Linked DNA regions of Mus musculus: region 2 is linked to region 1. A link is a contact called in public promoter capture Hi-C data. All regions are on one chromosome and are shown on one strand. The core of a region is the stretch at or near the end of the contact, and the rest is flanking DNA. Distances in the headings are between cores, read along the strand shown.

Region 1 (4,505 bases), core at 262-2,761:
TAATGGCTAAATTTTGTTAATTAATATAGGCATTATAGTTATTTTTGTGACTTTTTAAATATAATTGAACATGGCCGGTAGCAAGATGGCACAAATTAGCTACATATATAAGGAATGAAGGAAAGAATGAAAATAGGAAGCGGAGCAGCAAAACGTCTCAGTGGGTAAGGCGGGCCCCACCAAAGTGATGGCCTGCATTTGACTCCCAGCAACACCAGAACTTACAACAAATAAGTGATTTTTTATTATTAAAAAAGACAAATGCAAATTGAAGCATAAAATAGTTTGATATATATAAGACACATGTCAATAGGCCTATGTATTATTTCCTAATTCACAATATACATCAGAGAAAAGTACTTTGAAGTATAAGTATTATTCATTTTTCATCTTATCGATCCCATGGGTATTTGAATTAAGTCCCCAAAAGCTTCACTGTAAGGCTAGGAGGAATTCTATGCTTTATGAGTGGAGAAGCTAAAGCTAAGACGTTGGTATTAACTGATTTATTACTAAATCAGTTGAGAACTAGGGTTCCAGTGCTGTGGCTTCTTTACATTCTACTTATTGAGTCTACTTGACATTGAACTTGAAATGCTAGGATCGAAAGAACAGGTGAACTTGGGATTCATGGGGTTTGAACTTGGGATTCATGGGGTAATGCATACCTATAACCCCTGTTAGTAACAGGATCCCTGTTTGCAACAGGAGGATTGTGAGTTTGAAGCCAGTATGGCATACACAAAGTTTGGGCCCTTTATAATAAACTCCCAAATAGTAACAGGAACAATAATAATGCTAGAAATAGAGTAGAATAATTACAGATGTGGAGAAATGTGGCTAAGTGGGGATGTGTCCACAGCTGGTCTCAACGGCTTATGTAGTCTCATAGGTAGATCTCATACTTAGGACTTCTATGAGTTAATTCTTACTCTTAAGCCTTCACAATGATCGAATCAAAAAACTTAGGTTTGTATCTCAAAGGAGCCCACATCTGGCTGCCTTACCTGGCCCCAGTCTCCTGTCACCCAGCGGGGAGGAGGGCAGCGGCCCAGACTGCAGCGGATGCGAGCAGGAGGCTTGCTCTCCTCTGGACATTGTGCAGCTGGGAATGTTTTAGAAAGGTCACTGCTCTTGCACAGAACAATCCGATGCTTGAATCCTGAACCACATTTAGGAGTACACTGGAAATAAAAACAGATATTAATTAACAACAATTTAAATACAGGAAAGTGTGAAGGAAGTCTTGAAGTAAATGTGCATATGTATAAAATATCTACTTAGGGAAACACTCAGTTCTGAAGCTCCTTCCACAGTCAGTAAAGGGAAGCACGTGTATCTTTTCCCTAAGGTCTTTAAGAGCTCAAATCAATGTTTGCTTTTCTTGGCTAACGTTTTATTCTTTTATTAGGGCTGGGCTTATTCTTCTATTCTTTCCTATTCTTGGCCTCCTTCAGCTGTGATAAGATTCTGCTAAGTTCTGGAATGTGGAAGCTTACTGGGTGTTGTCTTTGAAAGGGAACTTTTATATTATTAGTGAACCACAGGAACGAGTCTTTGTAGAGCAAGTTGGCAGTGGAGTAGGTCAACTATTTTCACAGTATCAAGAATATATGCCCGCAGGAAAGGGTTGTTGCATAAATACCTCTGGCCTTCCTCATGTTCATAAGTCACAAACATTAAGAATTCAGTGTCTGCTCTTCAAATGGAGAAAACCACACTTCTTCCTATGTCACAAATCCTTTCCTTTACATGTCTCTAAATGCAGTGGCTGACTAAAGTTCTACAGTTTTCAGAACCTTTTTTCCAAATCTCTTTTCCTCTCAGTCAATGAAGGGTCTTATACACATGTGCAAGATGTGATTTGAACCTTTCATTCAGACATATTTACTGATCTTCTATAGCAGTGGTTCTCAACCTGTGGGTTGCAACCCCTTTGGCAAACTTCTATCTCTAAACAAGTTCACAATTCTTAACAGTAGCAAAATTATAGTTATGAAGCATCAATAAAGATAACTGACAGTTGGAAGTCACCACAGCATGAAGAACTGTATTAAAGAATCACAGTGCTAAGAAGGTTGAGAACCACTGGTCCAGAGGAATTACATGAACTTGAGGGGTGGGGCATGAAAGAAAATGAGAGTCTCTATACTCAACATGCCTGTATTCTTATTTAGGAGACAGGCATGGGAACAAAGACTATACCACATATTATGAGAGTGAGCATAGAAATTAAATTCTTGTGTGCTTTCTCAACATCGGCTTTTGACTGGTTTTATCAGCCATAGTCTTTGAGTTTGGCATATTGGCATAGAAAGGGAGAAAAATATTGTTTTTTTTTTCCAGATAAATAAAGTCAAAGGTTCTATGTAGTCTCTTTATCACAATGAATCCAGTAATGGAAAATATTTCCTCCAACTTAAAGAAAGATTCATTAACATGTATTTTTAAGGAAGACAACACATAATTCTTCTAAGATCACTTCAGTGGAGGCAAAGGTAGGAGTTAAAAATCAGAAACAAAAATCTTGATGTATTACTCATGTTCACAGCCAAATCAACAAACATAGCCTCACTACTGCCGCACTCTTCCCATATAAACCACCAGCTCTCATTCATCCAACTCTTTTCAGATACGATTTGTCTCCATTTCCATCACCATGAGTTACATTTCAAGCCAATATTATTTCCCACATGGTATTTTACTACTACTCCCGAATAGTTCAGCTTTCTGCCTTTAACTCACAACAATACATTTTATGAACTTTAGAGGAAAAGCATTTCATGAGGGTCCCAGAGGATAAAAGGGAACGGCACATTGTTAGCCCACTTGATCTTAGTCAAAAGCTGAGAAGTGTTCACACATTCTTGTTCAATGAGTGCACGGGGTCTGGGCCTACAGAGCCAGCCACAGCCGCTCCATCCCTATAGTCAGGCTATACTCCCTATAGTCAACTCTGGTCTTTACATACTGTATTACCTAGGTGTAATAATAAAATTTAGATTAAAAAAAATCTCTTCTAAGAAAATAGTAAAGGCAGGGACTACCACTTAGAACAGGTTCATTCAGAGTGTACCATCCAGCACATCCTTCCGATCAGACAATCAGAGGACAGAGCAGAAAGAACATGAGGGTCTTCAAAGGGTATGTCCAAAGAAATTAGGCTGCAGTTTTCAAAAGATTGAATTAAAAAGATCTCAAATGTGGCTGGTTCTTCTCCAGAGCCACCTTCTCCCATGGGGAGAGATCCTGTTTTCCTAAGGCAGAGGGTGCTGGCTTTTGGTGCAGTTTATCCTTCCTTACCTTAACCCATTTAGGGAAGAGCTAGGCTTCTTGGTAAAGCAAGGAAAGGGAAACCCACCTGTGCACAATAGACAGGCAAGACAGACAACAGCCATTCCTCCCTCTTGACAAAAAATGGGAGTAAAGATGGTGTTCAACTAGACAGTAATGCCAGCACTCCCTAAACGATGCTCTGCACCTGACAGGTTTCCTAGGTCATCTACATCTGCGGAGAGATCTCGGGGCGAGGCCCAGCATGAGCACTCCGCTTCCCAGCACTTCTTTCTTCTAGGCTGTGATTCAGCTGTCTTAGACAGGGTGTCAGAAGTGTCACTCAGTGTCCTCAGCAGCCACATGCACTTCCAGGGATGCCCCTGTGCTTCTTAAGCCACCCGAGAGCATCACTCCTGAGACCAGCAAAGTAGAATAACAATTACAAAAGAAGTTTAAGTTTAACCTGTGTGAATTAAATCCAGAAGGACACCTTGTATTTACTGAAAAGCTTCCATCTCAACGCCATTTAAAGGTCTCCTTCTTCAAGGTGATTGTGTTTGGTTATTTCACTTGAGAACAAATGTGCAACGGCAAGATGAAACGAACTGGTCTTACTGCTTGGCAGAGGTTTCTTATTGGTTTAGTTTTCAGGGATGATTTGTGTTCCTTTCCCTCTTTTCCATCTTTTGCCCTTTCTTCCTATTTGAGGAAGGAACTCACTCTGTAGTCCAGTTTGATCTGGAACTTACTTATTTGAAGTTCAGGCTGACTTTAAACTCACAATTTCTGTCTTTAACTGCAGGAACCACTGGCACATACGTTACAATATTTTGTGTTTATGTTCAGTTATATTTTTATAAAGAAGATTTCCTTTTCTTTTCAAATTCTCTTGTCCTTAAGCTTCAATTACAACTAGCTAAAAAGGCTTCTGACCCTATTTCAGGCTCCTCTTAAGAAAGGAAAGTACAGCAGTAGTAAGGTGGGGAAAGCCTTTTATAACTGCTACAATCTTAGCAAGCTGAGAAGTCATTTCCCAAGGGTAGCAATGAATACTAAGTCTCCCTTGAAGAACTGAAGCCAACTAGAACTGGCTGGAAACACTGTAACAGACACACTCCAGTGTTGTGGGTTTGGTCTAATGCTGCTTGTATTGTTAATTTGGATCCGCAAAATTGCATGAGAATCTTCATGTCTGAATTTAAGACACTGAGGGAACTCTGCCCTAGTTG
Region 2 (4,514 bases), core at 637-3,136, 210 kb before region 1:
GGATTTCCCAGTGAGCACCATTATGCTTTCCAGCACAACCACTTCCCAGGTTTTATTTCAGAGAGTTGTACCCAACACTCATCAGGGCACTGTCTGTGAAAGTGCAAGCTATAAGCAGAAACAGGAGAGGCAGAGCTTGTTCCCCCAGACAGCCTGCCAGTGAATACTGTTTGGTCTTTGAGCAAGTTCAGAATTACAGGTAAACCCAATGGTAAGCTGTTCTGCATCTGAGCATCCAAATGTATAGAAAATATAAGTTAAGTTTTGATCCTTTCTCAAAAGAATTTTTAACATTTCTCCCTGTCAGACTTATTGGTACCTTGACAGTAGGATTGAATATACATAAATATATTTTATTCAAACATGTATGGTATTAAAATGAAAAATTGCATCTGCTCTCTGCTTCTTTAAGTGAGGTTTAATTATTCGAAAGGAGTTATAACTACAAAATTCCTTATAGATGTAAAATACAGTACCTATTACTCATTGCCAAATCATCATACTTCTTATTTATATAACACAAACACTGTCCTGCCTCAGGCTTCATTACAGTTCATTCTTACCAATCCTGAGAAGAAATTTAACCAAGGAGAGTTTCCACTTAGCAAATGAAGAATCCAAACCATTAAAGATACTTAGTGCCTACCCTAACTTACTCAGTGGATTTGGGAGTCAGAAGTTTTACTCAGTGCTCTTTCCACTGTAAGCTACAAAGCACTGTTTCCTTTAAAAATGAAATGAGCCACAAACAACACGACCTATTGCTGGATGATGGGCTCAGCAAACTGAGTACTTGCATGCAATGCATGGGATCAGGCTAAAGCTGAGCAAAGACATTTGTTCCACCCATCCTCCAAACCCAGGTTCCAGAAAGACCATTTGGACAGTCACTTATCAAAAGAAGCAGTTTGGTGATGGTCTCTCCTACCTTTTCTCCATCTCCTAATTTAATTTGTTAGAGCTGTCGCTAACCATGGAGAAAAGGGAAGACCAGCATGTAAACTGATAGGGAGAAAACGTGGTCAAAGCAGATAACCTCTTCTAAGACAGTAAGACAGAGCCAGAAATGACTGACTATGCTGTTTTAAAAGTCAGATGTGTTTCCTATTTAGATTGTAGTATTCTGGAAAAAACAAAACAAAACAAAAAAACTGAAGAAAAATAGCTTTACCTAAAGTAGTTAGAAGTAAACTCCAAAGTTTGAAAGCTCTCTATATTGTTTTTCCTTTGTTCCTCCTAGCCCTTCCTTCCCCCACTCTTTTTCTCTGAACTCTCTTAAGACTAATGATGAAAAGAATTGTGGGTACCAAACTTGGAAATGTAGTCCCATCAATTACCTCAAGCTAGCAATATAATTAATGAGAAGACTTTAAAGCATTCTGGGGTTTTATAGAAGACTTGAGAATGATCTCGTGAAGTGTTGGCATACAAATAATAAGTGTGACCACCTACCTCTTAGCAGGCTTCAGTCCCTCAGTGGAGCACTTTCATGGTCCCAGTTCTGTCTCATCTCCTCATCCTCTCCTTCCTCATCCTATTCATCCAGTCTTTGTTTTCAAAGAATGAGTTCCCTGTCTTACTCAAATGCATCTTTCAGTGAGTTGTCCTCACAGAGTGGTTCCGCTGTCTCTTGCATCTACTGTGGCTAAATGTCTTTTTCCTACAAGGTCATTTTGCTGCCTCACTCTGTCTGGCTTCCACTCACTCACCTGAGTGAACTTCCCAAAAGCTTCCTCAAAATTTCTGTGTTATTTCTTCTGCCTCCCTTGGTAGATTATGCCTTACTCCTTGTCCAGTGTACGAACTTTCATGGCAGGAGCTAACACTGTTTCCCTTCCTCCAGTGCACACTGCCACCTCCCCCACCCACCCTAACTAGTTTGCTTTGTGACAGGATAGAAAAGCAGCAGGCTTTGAAGTCTGAAAGCTGGGGTTTCAAACCCTTGCCCTCCACATCTGTAATCTTGCCCTATAACCTGAGGCAAGAGACCTAACCTCTCTGAACCCCTGCTTCCTCAGGCGTGCAATAGGGATAAGAATAGCCCTTCTGCTGCAGGAGGTAAAGTGGGAAAGCCCACTGTGTCTCAGTCACCTCATGTCCTAAAAGTGCTGCTGCTGGGGAAGTTGTTGTAAGTTTTAGAAAACTTACTGCTTCCTTCAGTTTCTCCGGTCGCAGAGGAAAAATAATGCGTGTCTTGGCACGCCTTACTTGCAAGTATTTTAAGGATTAATGTAAACTCTGGCAAGTATTTGAAGAATGTTATCTCATTCATTCATTATTAAAAAAAAAAAAAAGCAGTAGAGCTTTCCTTTAAGTACTGCTAAAATCATACATATTCTACAGTTTTTAGTTTACTGGGAGATCATAGATGCAGGCAATTTTAATAGCTATATTTTTAGTTTACCTGGTTGGCTTCAGAAATCTTTTTATTTTGAACTTAAGGGTTTTGTTCGTTTGGTTTTGTTTTTCGGGTATTTGGCAGCGGGGGTCGGAGCAGGGGTTGGTTGGGGTTTGTCTCTTCCATTCTTGCTACAATGCTACATATATAATTTGTAGTTTCCCCATCCAGCATAGGAGGGTGACACAGAATCACTGTCAAATGGCTATCAGACTATGAGGGCTGTGGGTCACACACCTGGAGAAGTACACTGTGCTCTGTAGGACATGTGGGAACATCAGTCAGCCTTGGTGAAGGAAGCTGTGAATTGAACAGGAGCAACAAACCATAGCTGATATGTACAAAGCTGGATCCTTACTAAAAAGCTATTGATATCTCCCAGTAATTCCCAGTAGCCCTTAATAATCATTTGTATGATACAGTTCTTTCTTGGAATCATGAAGAATGGAGAAATATGGGAAAGGGTTACTTGTCAGATAGGGCAAATTTATTATTTACTAATGAATAAAACCCAATTTAATATTCTTTATTTAGACTCCATCCTTACTGATTTAAGTTCTCCCTTCAGTACTGGGGAATTAAACTCAGGACCTGTGTGTACAGGGCAATTATCATTCCCAACCCTTGAATTCAAAGGCAAGCTCTCCCTACATACCCAAGACTGGCCTTGAGCTAGTTCATCTCCTGACTAAGCCTCCACCACCTCACCCCACTTTCCCTATTTTTTAATATATTATAAACTCAATTAATTTAAATGTATTTTAGTATATTTTGTAGTAGCCTCAATTAAGTCCTGTAATGGCTATACATTATTAACACAATAGCTGTTACTTGAATTATAAACCAAACAAAGTAATATGATCCTGAGAAAAAATGGTGAAATTTTATTTTTAGATAAAAGGATTTTTTAAACTTTTTTAAATCTAACACAGTATGGGAAAATAAGTGAAAGGAAGGAAGGAAGGTAGGAAAGAGATACTTAGAGAACATTTTTTAAATGTATTGTTAGCCTGTGTGTGTGGGCACACGTGTGCATGCAGGCACAGAGGCCAGAGGTAAGCTACTGATCCCCTCAAGCTGAAGTACAGGTGGTTTCGTGCAACTTTGGTCCTGGGAACTGAGGTTGAGTCTTCTGAAAGAGCAACAAATACTTTTTTAACTAATGAACCATTTTTCCAACCTGATTCTAGATCATTTTTTAAATGCCAAGGATACACTCCGTTTTCTAAATGATCATGATTGCTTGAGCTGTTGAAAACATCAGCAGTGAATGTTGGATGTGGCAGCTCATGCCTTTAATCCAGCACTTAGGTGTTGACTGTAATTTAAGCATGATTGCCTTATCTGTTCCTACTCTAACTCCAGAATAATTGATACAAAGACCTGTTAAGTTTATTACCAAGCTTTAAGCACTATGACTGGGCAGATCTTCATCGATTCTAAAATGTCTGCTTCCCAGCTGCTTTGCCTTCAGTGTGAGTGTTGCTCTGGCTTGCTCTGGTCCATGTGTGTCCTCATAGAAACTCCCTTGGTGACTCCCCACTTGACTCCTCCTGGAGCCTCATGGCCACTCTTGGTCTCTTCATGTGGTTGCTCTCCCTGGGTTCCGTGGCTGGAATCAGAAGTCCAGCCTTCCTATCTTCTCTATTCAGCATAGGCTGAGCAGCTTTTTCTAACCAATCAGAGAAAATTGGGGAGCATTTTTTACACAACACCAATGCAGGAGATGGTTCAATAACCAGATAATGCTAGCATCCAGACTGGACACAGAAATCAGCAACTGAATATACAGTGCCCAAGGCCAGCCACTAACACACAGGAGGCAGAAGCAGGCACAGCTCTCTGAGTTTTGGAACAACCAGGGCAACACAGACAAAGCCTGTTTCAAAAAACCAAACTAAAAATGAAAGTATCTACAGTGGGTGTTCCCTGCAGAGAGAAAGCATCCATGGGAGTGAATGTAGAGTGGAGGCATCAGCCTGTTACAAAACTTATCTCAGGTGGGAAGACAGCTCACTGGTCAAAACACTTGCCGTGAAAGCAAGAAGACTTGAGTTCAACTCCCCAGACCCCACACAAAAGCCAAATACATGCCTGTAACCCCAGCATTGAGGAG

The links. Promoter capture Hi-C pulls out the DNA fragments that hold promoters and counts their contacts.
Region 2: a contact with region 1 is called in a promoter capture Hi-C map of liver. The contact joins two enhancer-like sites. A contact is called at or near these places in 10 of 39 promoter capture datasets (the 3T3-L1 cell line, 3T3-L1-derived adipocytes, the C10 cell line and 5 more), 4 of 484 Hi-C or Micro-C datasets (embryonic fibroblasts, nephron progenitors and tail fibroblasts) and 1 of 115 datasets of contacts at active chromatin or transcription factors (embryonic fibroblasts).

What each region holds. Positions count from the first base shown.
Region 1 is chr13:104,473,332-104,477,836 of GRCm38.p6, reverse strand. It overlaps Adamts6 (a disintegrin-like and metallopeptidase (reprolysin type) with thrombospondin type 1 motif, 6), which reads right to left. Exons shown (of 25, transcript NM_001081020.2): 23 at 1,008-1,184. Among named protein-coding and RNA genes, the nearest start is that of Adamts6, 190 kb to the right of the region's middle. Within about 2 kb of position 1,511, at least 14 of the 459 cell types and tissues checked have an H3K27ac peak or open chromatin away from gene starts, as enhancers often do.
Region 2 is chr13:104,682,228-104,686,741 of GRCm38.p6, reverse strand. The region is part of intron 11 of Cwc27 (CWC27 spliceosome-associated protein); the gene reads left to right. Among named protein-coding and RNA genes, the nearest start is that of Cwc27, 130 kb to the left of the region's middle. Within about 2 kb of position 1,886, at least 16 of the 459 cell types and tissues checked have an H3K27ac peak or open chromatin away from gene starts, as enhancers often do.